Linked DNA regions of Mus musculus: region 1 is linked to region 2. Evidence: chromatin contacts called from public HiChIP or PLAC-seq data. All regions are on one chromosome and are shown on one strand. Each heading gives the region's core, a stretch centred on a gene start, on an enhancer-like site or on the middle of the called end of the contact. The rest is flanking DNA. Distances are from core to core; before and after follow the strand shown. Region 1 has its middle 7.9 kb from the start of D330022H12Rik. Region 2 overlaps Srl (sarcalumenin).

Evidence for each region. HiChIP or PLAC-seq counts read pairs in DNA pulled down with a chosen protein or histone mark.
Region 1: a BATF HiChIP or PLAC-seq map of CD8 T cells shows a contact between it and region 2, with 5 read pairs. The contact joins two enhancer-like sites. A contact is called at or near these places in 5 of 39 promoter capture datasets (HPC-7-derived erythroid cells, cranial neural crest, liver and 2 more), 2 of 484 Hi-C or Micro-C datasets (olfactory sensory neurons and trophoblast stem cells), 4 of 115 datasets of contacts at active chromatin or transcription factors (CD8 T cells, embryonic stem cells and microglia) and 2 of 9 other capture datasets (adipose tissue and liver).

Annotation. Positions count from the first base shown.
Region 1 is chr16:4,583,929-4,588,684 of GRCm38.p6, forward strand. No RefSeq gene overlaps it. Among named protein-coding and RNA genes, the nearest start is that of D330022H12Rik, 7.9 kb to the right of the region's middle. Within about 2 kb of position 2,808, at least 277 of the 459 cell types and tissues checked have an H3K27ac peak or open chromatin away from gene starts, as enhancers often do. A contact at or near this core is called in CD8 T cells, where this site is marked.
Region 2 is chr16:4,501,545-4,506,779 of GRCm38.p6, forward strand. All of the region lies in intron 1 of Srl (sarcalumenin), which reads right to left. Among named protein-coding and RNA genes, the nearest start is that of Srl, 19 kb to the right of the region's middle. Within about 2 kb of position 2,102, at least 25 of the 459 cell types and tissues checked have an H3K27ac peak or open chromatin away from gene starts, as enhancers often do. A contact at or near this core is called in CD8 T cells, where this site is marked.

The DNA.
Region 1 (4,756 bases), core at 1,558-4,057, 83 kb after region 2:
GCTGGAGCTGTTAACTCAGTGATATGGTGAGAGAGAGACAGAGAGTCATAAGCAGAAGTGGGAAGATCTGATAGTTATCTTCAGCACTGCAAAGGAAACCACAGAGGCTAGCGAGATGGCTCAGTCAATACGGGTGCTCCCTGCTAAGCCTGTGTGTGTGTGTGCTTGTCTAGAGGCTGGAGGTCAACCTCAGGTGTATTTTATACACGTACCTATCATATATATGGGGCATGTGTGGATACATGCCATGGCAGAGGTGTGGGAGAACAGAGTGTGGGGTCAGCTCTCTCCTTCCACTGCTTAGGTTCCAGATAGCGAAGTCAGGTCTTCCAGCTCGGCAGCAAGCACCTTCTCCTTACCATCCTGCTGGCCCCAGCTTGTTTTCTGGGTCTCTCGATGACCTGGAGCTTGCCAAGAAGACTAGACTGCCCAGACAGCATGTCCTCAGGACCTATCTGTCTTTACCTCCCCAGTGTAGAGATCCCAAGTGCTACCAACTCTCTGATTGATCCAGGTCCCCAGCCCTCTCATCCCATCTTTCTCTCCAGGGAGTTCATGACTCTTCTTTTGTGTAGTCTTGAACCTCTTGGAGGCTCGAAAGGCACTCCTGCCTCCTCCATTCCTGGTATTACATTCTTATAGATTTTGTATTTATTCACTTTGATTTGATGTGAATGGGTGTTTTGCCTGCATGCACGTGGACCACAGGCATTCCTGGTGTTTTGAGGCTAGATAGCGGTAGATCCCCTGAAACTGAAACTGCAGATGGCTGTGAGCTGCCCTGCCAGGGCTGGGAATCACCCGTGTGAGTGAAGTGTTCCTCTGAAGAGCAGACAGAACTCTTTTTTTTTTTTTTCTTCGAGACAGGGTTTCTCTGTGTAGCCCTGGCTGTCCTGGAACTCACTCTGTAGACCAGGCTGGCCTCGAACTCAGAAATCCACCTGCCTCTGCCTCCCAAGTGCTGGTATTAAAGGCATACACCACCACCGTCCGGCAAGCAGACAGAACTCTTTTTTTTTTTTTAAGATTTATTTTATTAATATATGTAAGTACACTGTAGCTGTCTTCAGATACTCCAGAAGAGGGAGTCAGATCTTGTTGCGGATGGTTGTGAGCCACCATGTGGTTGCTGGGATTTGAACGCTGGACCTTCGGAAGAGCAGTCGGGTGCTCTTACCCACTGAGCCATCTCACCAGCCCCAGACAGAACTCTTAACCATCCATCCATCCCTCTAGCCCCTAGTGTCCCCGCCACTTCCCCACTCCCACTCTTCTTCCCTCCCTCCCTAAAGCTACTTTTACCTGACTGCATACCCTGGAGAGGTGACAGCTCTTTCCAGACAATAAAAGCATCTTCCAGAAGAAGATATCTATGATGGCTGTTTTAGTCAGGGTTTCTATTCCTGTACAACATCATGATCAAGAAGCAAATTGGGGAGGAAAGGGTTTATTCAGCTTACAGTTCCACATTGCTGTTCATCACTGAAGAAGTCAGGACTGGAACTCAAACAGGTCAGGAAGCAGGAGCTGATGCAGAGGCCATGGAGGGATGTTCTTTACTGGCTTGCTTCCCCTGGCTTGCTCAGCCTGCTCTCTTATAGAACCAAGACTACCAGCCCAGAGATGGTCCCACCCACAAGGGGCCTTTCCCCCTTGATCACTAATTGAGAAAATGCCTTACAGTTAGATCTCATGGAGGCATTTCCTCAACTGAAGCTCCTTTCTCTGTGATAACTCCAGCTGTGTCAAGTTGACACAAAACTAGCCAGTACAATGGCTTAGCCACACCCTTATTCTGTGTAGGGTGCCCTTTACTGGGACAGGTCCACAGAAGCAGTGCCTGCTCATCTTTCATCTCTGGGGATAGGTCAGTCTCTGCTCCTAGCCCTAGCATTGAGAGTGGGAAGGGAGGACTAGAGGGTCTCTCTCTGGTTGAGGTCATCTAAGTCTGGTCTCCACAGCAGGTTCAGGCAGTGATGTCAGCCATCAGTCTCAATCCCGGATGATATCTACCTATAAAGCTACGTGACCTCAGGCAACTAACTTAATCTTCCTGAGCCTGATTTCCTTCCAGATAACAAGAGAGAGCACTCACTTCCAGCTGTCTTGATAAAACAAAACAAAAACCAAACAAACCAAAACCCATAAAACACTTATCACCTGCTCAAAACAATAAGCCTTTGCATCATAAGTCCATTCTCTTTCTGCACTCCAGCCACACCAGGCAGCACTTTCGACCAAATGCATTCAGGTGGTCTGTTCCCCTGCTTCCTTCGGGTCTTTTTGGACAGGATTTCAAGTGGTTCACGTTGCCCTCAAAATCGCTACACAGCCGAGACCTTGAATCCTGGTGCTCCTGCCTCTAGAGAGCTGGGATTACAGGTACGCGCGAGGCCAGCCCTGGTTTTATGTGATGCTGGGCAGTACTTTACTACTGAGCTACATCTCTAAGCTCCTTCCTTAAGTCACCTTCTCAGCTACTCTTCCGTTTCTGTCTTGTTTCTGCCAGCCTACTGGTTGTATTTTTTTGGGCGGTGGTCCATTGGAACTGGAACCAAAGCCCCAGGGCTGTTCTACTTTTTACGCTGGAGCCGAAAGAAGGAATCCCTATGGCCTCTCCTGCAAGTCAGACTTGCGTGAGGGGGGCGGACAGGGACAGAGTGGAAGAGGACCGCGGGACAAAGCTTAGCCACACCTACGGACTGCCGCGAGCTCCTCCCCGCGACAGGCAGTGGAGAACACACAAGAGGTCAGCTCTCGGGCGCTCCCGGCCGGAAGGAGGCCTCTTACCGGCCGGAGGGGCGGGACGCCCGAGGCTAGCCAACGCCCCCAGCTGCAGGCTCTCTGTGTGGGGCGGAGCTAGCAGGGCTGGGATATGCTAACACTTCCGCGCCCAGTCGCCTCATTCATATTTATGAGCCGGTGGGGGCGGGGCCCGGCTCGCCCTCAGTGCCCCGCCCCCGGCCTGGGATTCCCGCCTCCGCGGAGGCTCCAGCCCCAGCGGGGCGCCCCCGGCTTCCGCTTTGGGGAGGGAGTTTCCACTTGGTCACGACTCAAAAATGTGTCGCGGCCGCTCCTCCCTGCCCCAGGGTGTGTCTGTGGGGTCTCCTCCTTGCGAGGGAAGGAGCAAAGAGGCTAAGGAAAGGATTGCACCTCTCCCCTGGGAAAGGACAGAGAAAACGCTGGGCAGACCCGCTGCTAGTTGTGTTGCTGCCTGTAATTAGTCTTTTCTTTATTCAGGAGAGGGGTTTCAAACTCAGTACCTCAAGCATGCTAGGCCAGCATTCTACAACTGAGCTAGACCTTTGGTTGTATTTTCCTTTCTTGTCAGGCCCCGTACCCGCTATATGAACTACCTTTTAAACCACCCAACAAGAAATCAACAATTAAATTTTAAAAGTTCACTATTTCACTGATATACAGTGTTCTCACACAAGAAGTTCAAGGACAGCCGAGATTTGATGAGATAACACAGTGGCCCTCCAGGTAGCTGGTGCTTGACCTCCCATCCCTTCATAACCAAGGCTTTCAGTAAGGCCCTCCTGCCTTGCTGTGTGCAGCCAAGGGGCAACTTGTCTCAGTGTTTAAGTCCCAGGGAAGCCAAAGCACCAATGTTTCTTATGCAAGGACAGACTTCTTAGGCAAAATAAAAAGGCAGGCGCTGGGGACAGCCAGACATTCCAACCGGCTGTCACTTCAGTGTGCCAGCACAGTAACTGCATGGGCTGCATGTCCACGAAGCCAGACTGCTGAAAGATCCCAGCCAGGGCCTTTTCTAGGGTGGAGTAGCCACTGTGGATAGCGCCACTTGCTGTGTTATTCTCCCCTTGGAGCATCCAGGGCCTTTAGTGAGAGTGTGTTCTGGGTCTACCAGACTTAGCCAGGGGTTAAGGGTATGTGTCCTGGACATTTTCTCCTTGGCCTTACAGGCACTGTATAGTCATGCCCAGGGTAGGTCTTAATTCTTACTCTAGGCCTGCTTTTTCTCCTGGATAATGGTATGAGGAACAGCCAGGGCCACTTCCAGAATAAACACTCCACCCATAGGCAGCACCAGCCCTGCAGACTCAGCAGGGCCAGCAGCAACCAACAAATTGCTGGAGTGTTGCTCACTGCTCACAGTACCCATTACAGAAGGTTAATAAGTCATCCGCTCTGTTCCTCCTATTGCCCCTTCTACCTAGGCCTTGCCAACATGGCTTGTAGCATTAAGAACAAGAGAAACCATTTGTTTCCTTATCTTTTCCAGCTGCACCTGTGGAAGTCTTTCCTTGAGCTTTCAGCTGAGCCTCCTGTAGCCCCAAGGAATCCCAGTAGACTGCTGGTCCACAGGTGGGGAGTGAGGCTTAGATATCTATGTATCTATGTATCTATGTATCTATCTATCTGTCTGTCTGTCTGTCTGTCTGTCTATCTATCTATCTATCTGCCACCTATTTATCTATCTATCTATCTATCTATCTATCTATCTATCTGCCACCTTTTTCTCCACCACTGCCTGGCTGTCTCCTGTTTTTTCAGCCTAAGGTCTCAAGCTTACAGAGATCTAGCTACGTGTGAGTGTTAATATTAAAGGCCCATTTCACTACACCTGGCTTTGCACCATAAGCCTAAAAGCTCATTCTTATTTATGTTCATTTTTATTATTCAGCTCATGTGGTTTTTTTGTTTGTTTGTTTGTTTGTTTTGAGACAGGGTTTCTCTGTATCACCCTGGCTGTCCTGGAGCTCACTTTGTAGACCAGGCTGGCCTCAAA
Region 2 (5,235 bases), core at 852-3,351:
TGAAAGGAGGAGGCAGACACAGGAAATATAAGATATCTGTTTCATAAGCCACCCATGCAGCCTTCTTCCTGAGAATGCTGTGACCACACCTGCAAAGCTTTTCAAGCACTGAATCCAGGCTCTAGGGTTGGGCCCATAGATAGCTGTGTTTTATAAGACAATTCTACATAACACCAAGGCCTGAGACCCTCAATGTTAAATCCTCCTTTTGACCATGACTCATATACACATATGCAAATGAGCCATCAATAGTAATAAAGATGCCAAGGGAAAAGTCTTTCCTGGTTCTACACTTTATCAGGACGTGCTGGCCTTGGAGCATACAGGAGTTCCAAGTCCCACCAGCTGTCCTTGGCTCACATGTCAGCTTCTCATGGGTTGTAAATCCAAAGTGACCAGGGAAACATTAGAACCCACGATGCTGATGCTGTCCTCTTTCTTTCTATCTTCTGTCTCACACCCTCTGCCTTCCACTGACCCGTCTTCCACATCTTGTCTCTGGACACTGCTGGGCTGGACAGACACAGACCAGCAGCCTCTTCTCCTGCCTTCATCAATGTATTCATTTTACTTATTTGTTTATTTATTCTACATTATTCTACAGAGTGACTGTTCACCATTCCAGGTAAAGACTTTATCAAACAATGTGGCTGCCAGCTGATGCCATTTAGGGTTTCAACAGAGAAGTTTCTGCCAGAGGAAGGTTGTCCACATCCTCCCAGGACCCAGAACCAGTCTCTAGCCATCCTTTGGCCTTTAACCCTTCCTCCAGACAAAGGAGACGAGGTCTAGTAGAAGAGGCAGTGGTGGTTTTCTTTGGCTTCCTGGCCAAGTCTCTAAAGTCAAGGCTAATCCCACCAATATGGCTCATCCCAGGCAGTACTCTGGTCCCTCAATGATTTGGTGAAGGAACGGGACACAGCAGCAAAGGCAGCTATTACAGAGAATCATCTGAGTGACCAACTACTTATCTAACTTCACTAAGCAAAACTCTAAAAAGCACCTGCCTTGAGGCCACAGGAGTCATTGGCTTCTAGAACCCAGCTCCCTGCAGTGTCTAAATTGTCCCTGTCCAAGCCAAATCTTCACTCCTACCTCCACTTAGCCAATGACAGAGCTATGTTTGGCTTAAAACTTCTGCTGCTGCTGCTGCTGCTGCTCATTCTACTTCCTCCTCTTCCTCCTCCTCCTCTCCCTCTCTTCCTCCCCCCCCCCTTTTTTTTTAATTTTTACTTTTTGAGACAGGCTTTTTCTGTGTAGTTGTGGCTGTTCTGGAACTCATTTTGTAGACCAGACTGGTTCAAACTCAGAGATCCACCACCTCTGCCTCAGAACAAGGAATTCTTAGCCCACCTACATCTTCTCCCTTTGAAAAAGATCAAAGACTTCAACACACTTGCTTTTTACCTATAAAGTACACAGAACTGACATAATAATTTTGTTTTCCACCTCATACCTAGTTCCTATGAATATCTGGTTTGAGAGATATACAGAGAAATTGCTATAAATCCTCTAACCATTGGCAGATATGTAGGGCTTGTGGTAGATGCCAGGGGGATTCATAATGTAAATGATGTTTGTTTATTTTTCGTTTGTGGGTGATTAGTTGGCTAGTTGGGTTTCTTATTTTTGTTTATTTGTCTTTGAAATAAGCTCTCAGATAGTGTGGTGTGGCCTTCAAACTCATTATGTGGCCAGGGCTGGTCTTAAGCTCCGAATCCTAAGCCTCTATCTCCCAAGTGCTAAGATCACAGGCATACATCACCAGGCCCAGACAATTGGTTTTTGAGTTTTTGTGAGGTTTTTTGTTTGTTGTCTTTTGTAACAGGGTTTCTTTATCTATATCACCCTGGATGTCCTGGAACTCACAGAGATCTTCCTGTACCTCCCAGGTACTGGGATCAAAGGCATTGTCAGCACTGCCCAGCTAATTGATTTTTTAAGCCAAGGTTGTGCTATATAGTTCTGGGTGGCTTGGTACTATATTTAACTCAGCCTGGCCTCAAACCACAGCAGTCTTTGTGCTTTAGCCTAAGTGATGGTATTAAGAGGATGTGTTACCACACCTGACTTGCGCACTCATTTTGAAAGATGAGTATCTCTAGGGGAAGACATCATCAGTCCTTAGCTGGGAGTGTGGCTCAGATGGTAGAGTGCTGGCCCAGCACACACAAAGCCCTAGGTTCAATCCCCAGGACTGCATAGACCAAATGTGGTGGCACATGCCTATCATTCAGGTACTTGGGAAGTGGAAACAAGAGGATCAAAAGTTCAAGGTCTTGGAGTTTGAGGCCAGCCTGGTCTACATAAGACCCTGTAATAAATAAACAAAAAGAGATTAAGTCCTGCTGCCTAGAGTGAACTGATAGAAGAGATGCTTTATTGAAAGCTGCTTTTCCTGAGATCAGCATAAATATCCTCACGAGAGTCGGTGGGGAATAATGTCCTCACTTTGGAAGTACTAAGCCAGTAGTCCAGGACAAGGAAGGAAGAACGGATGCAGGGTGGAGTCTGAGGAAGCCTGGGCCTAGAGTCTGGTTCCCCTGTCTCCCCACCTTCCAGTCTGAAGAAATTGCACCTCCCTGGGGTCTACATGGAAAGATCCTGATAGAATTGAGGATTTAATTCTTTTTTTTTTTTTTCGAGACAGGGTTTCTCTGTATAGCCCTGGCTGTCCCGGAACTCACTTTGTAGACCAGGCTGGCCTCGAACTCAGAAATCCACCTGCCTCTGCCTCCCAAGTGCTGGGATTAAAGGCGTGTGCCACCACTGCCTGGCTGAGGATTTAATTCTTGAGTGCTAGGAGGAAAGACCAAGTGGGAGCCAAGGGAGTCCGTTCCCTCCAGAGGCACTGGGGCTTCGCAGTGAAGGAGGCAGTGAGACCAGACCCGTCTCTTTCCTAATCTAAGGAGGCTAAAGGAAGTCTGGTTGGTTCTCCAGCTTGGAACGTAGATCTAACACCTTCCTGATCTGGGCCTGAATCCTAGTGTTGCCTTGCCACACTTCACAGGCTGAACATGAAAAGACCAATCTCTCAGTGCAGTTGGGAATCCAGAGTCCTGGGCGCTGGACTTCACTGTTTCACCATCTACATGACCTCGGGCTGTCCCTTGACATACTAACAGAATGCAGAGCATAATACCCTGCTTTGGTGATCCCTTTGGAGCACTGTAATGATGTTTAAGAACATCAAACGAATGTTAGCTGTGGCAGTCATTATCTCCTGGAAGAGCAATGACACCTGGTCAAACCCAAACACACTGAATGGCTACAGCAGAGTCAGCTTTGGACAAGAGGTGCAAGGCTTGCCCCTCACCTTGATCCTTTGGACCCCCTTGGTCTGGGAATTCAGTCAAGAGACTAGAGAAGGCCTTTCTACTCAGAGCTCCTTCTCTCCAGCCACCAGGCACAAAGAGCTAAGGTGGAATTTGTAGTCACTAATGAGATCTGATGTCTCACTCGTCATCATCACAAGAGTCTGGTAACTGGAGTAAAAGAACTGCCTGGAGAGAACCAACTCTCGGAACCTCTAGACCAGTGCTTCTCAGCTCTCCCAATGCTGAGATCCTTTAGTACAGCTCCTCATGCCATGCTGACCCAAACCACAAAATTATTTTTGTTGTTACTTTATGACTATAATTTGGCTAGTAGTGAATCATACTGTAAGTATCTGAGTTTTCTTATACTCTTAGGTGACCCTTGTGAAAGGGTCCTTCAACCTCCCAAAGGGTCTCAAGCTGCAGGTTAAGAACTGCTGCTCTAGGGGGCTGATGAGATGGCTCAGCGGTTAAGAGCACTGACTGCTCTTCCAAAAATCTGGAGTTCAAATCCCAGCAACCACATGGTGGCTCACAACCATCCATAACGAGATCTGACACCCTCTTCTGGTGTGTCTGAAGACAACTACAGTATACTTACATATAATAAATAAATAAATCTTTAAAAAAAAATAAAAAGAACTGCTGCTCTATCTGGGCGGTGGTGGCGCACGCCTTTAATCCCAACACTTGGGAGGCAGAAGCAGGTGGATTTCTGAGTTCGGGGTCAGCCTGATCTACAGAGTGAGTTCCAGGACAGCCAAGGCTATTCAGAGAAACCCTGTCTTGGAAAAAAAAAACCCAAATTAATTAATTAATTAATTAATTAATTAATTAAAAATAAATTTAAAAAAGAACTGCTGCTCTAGAGCAGATCCAACCATTGCCATGAATTCTTCCTCTGAGCCTGGTATGCCACAGACAAGCATGTCTAACATACTCAGGCCACCTAAAATGAACCACTCCAGAAATCTGAGATTTTTCCCAAGTGGCCAAGATCCAGCACCTCAGCCACATAGAAGATCCCCTTGGAAAATGACCCTCAGGACAGCTTTCTGAACACTCCCTCTCTGGACGTCTAGCCCTCAGGAAGGAGTCTTTACAGGCAGATCCGTCTGAAAACAGCCTCCTTCTCTGGTGGCTTTAAGTGTCACTAAGAACCTGAGCTCCAGGCACCCCCACCTCACCTACTCAAATACTGAAACTAGAGGAGGTTCTTGTCACCAGGGAGTAATCTGTTACATACCTTGTTTTTGGCCAAACAGAGCCACAGATGGCCATATATTCCTTAGTTCCTAAGGGGATCACTCTAGGGGAGAAAGGTCAAAGCCAAGGGCAGGGCTACAGTGAGTGCATACTCTACACTTTCTGATCTAGTTCGACCCTCCCCAGTCAATCCTGAAGGCCGCAAAGCTGGATTTGAGGGGCTAAACAGGCTAAAACAACAGGTTATAGCTAAACCTGCTATTAGGGTCCTCTCAGTCCATCCTGGACATCAGCCAAATCCCTGCACCAAAGCTGAACACAATCCTGCAGTAGCTCCAAAGGTCACCAAAACAAAGTACCACAAATTTAGCAGCTTCAAAAGGCAGAAATTCAGGCGGCAGTGACATATCTCAGGGCCTTGTGCTTGCCTAGGATGCATGAAGTTCTAGACTTAATCCACAGTGCTACATAAAATCAGGGGTAGTGGCACCTCTGTAATCCCAATGCTCAAGGCAGAGGCAGGAGGGTCAAATGTTCAAGGTCATCTTTAGCTATATAGTGAGTTCCAGATCTGTAAGGGCAACATGAGACACTCTCCAGGACAGAGAGAGGAAGAAGAGAACTCCAGAGATGGCTGCGTGGTTAAGAGTGCTTGCTGCTATTCCAGAGAGAGCCTGAGTTGAGTTCCCAGCACCAGTACTGAGCAGCTTAC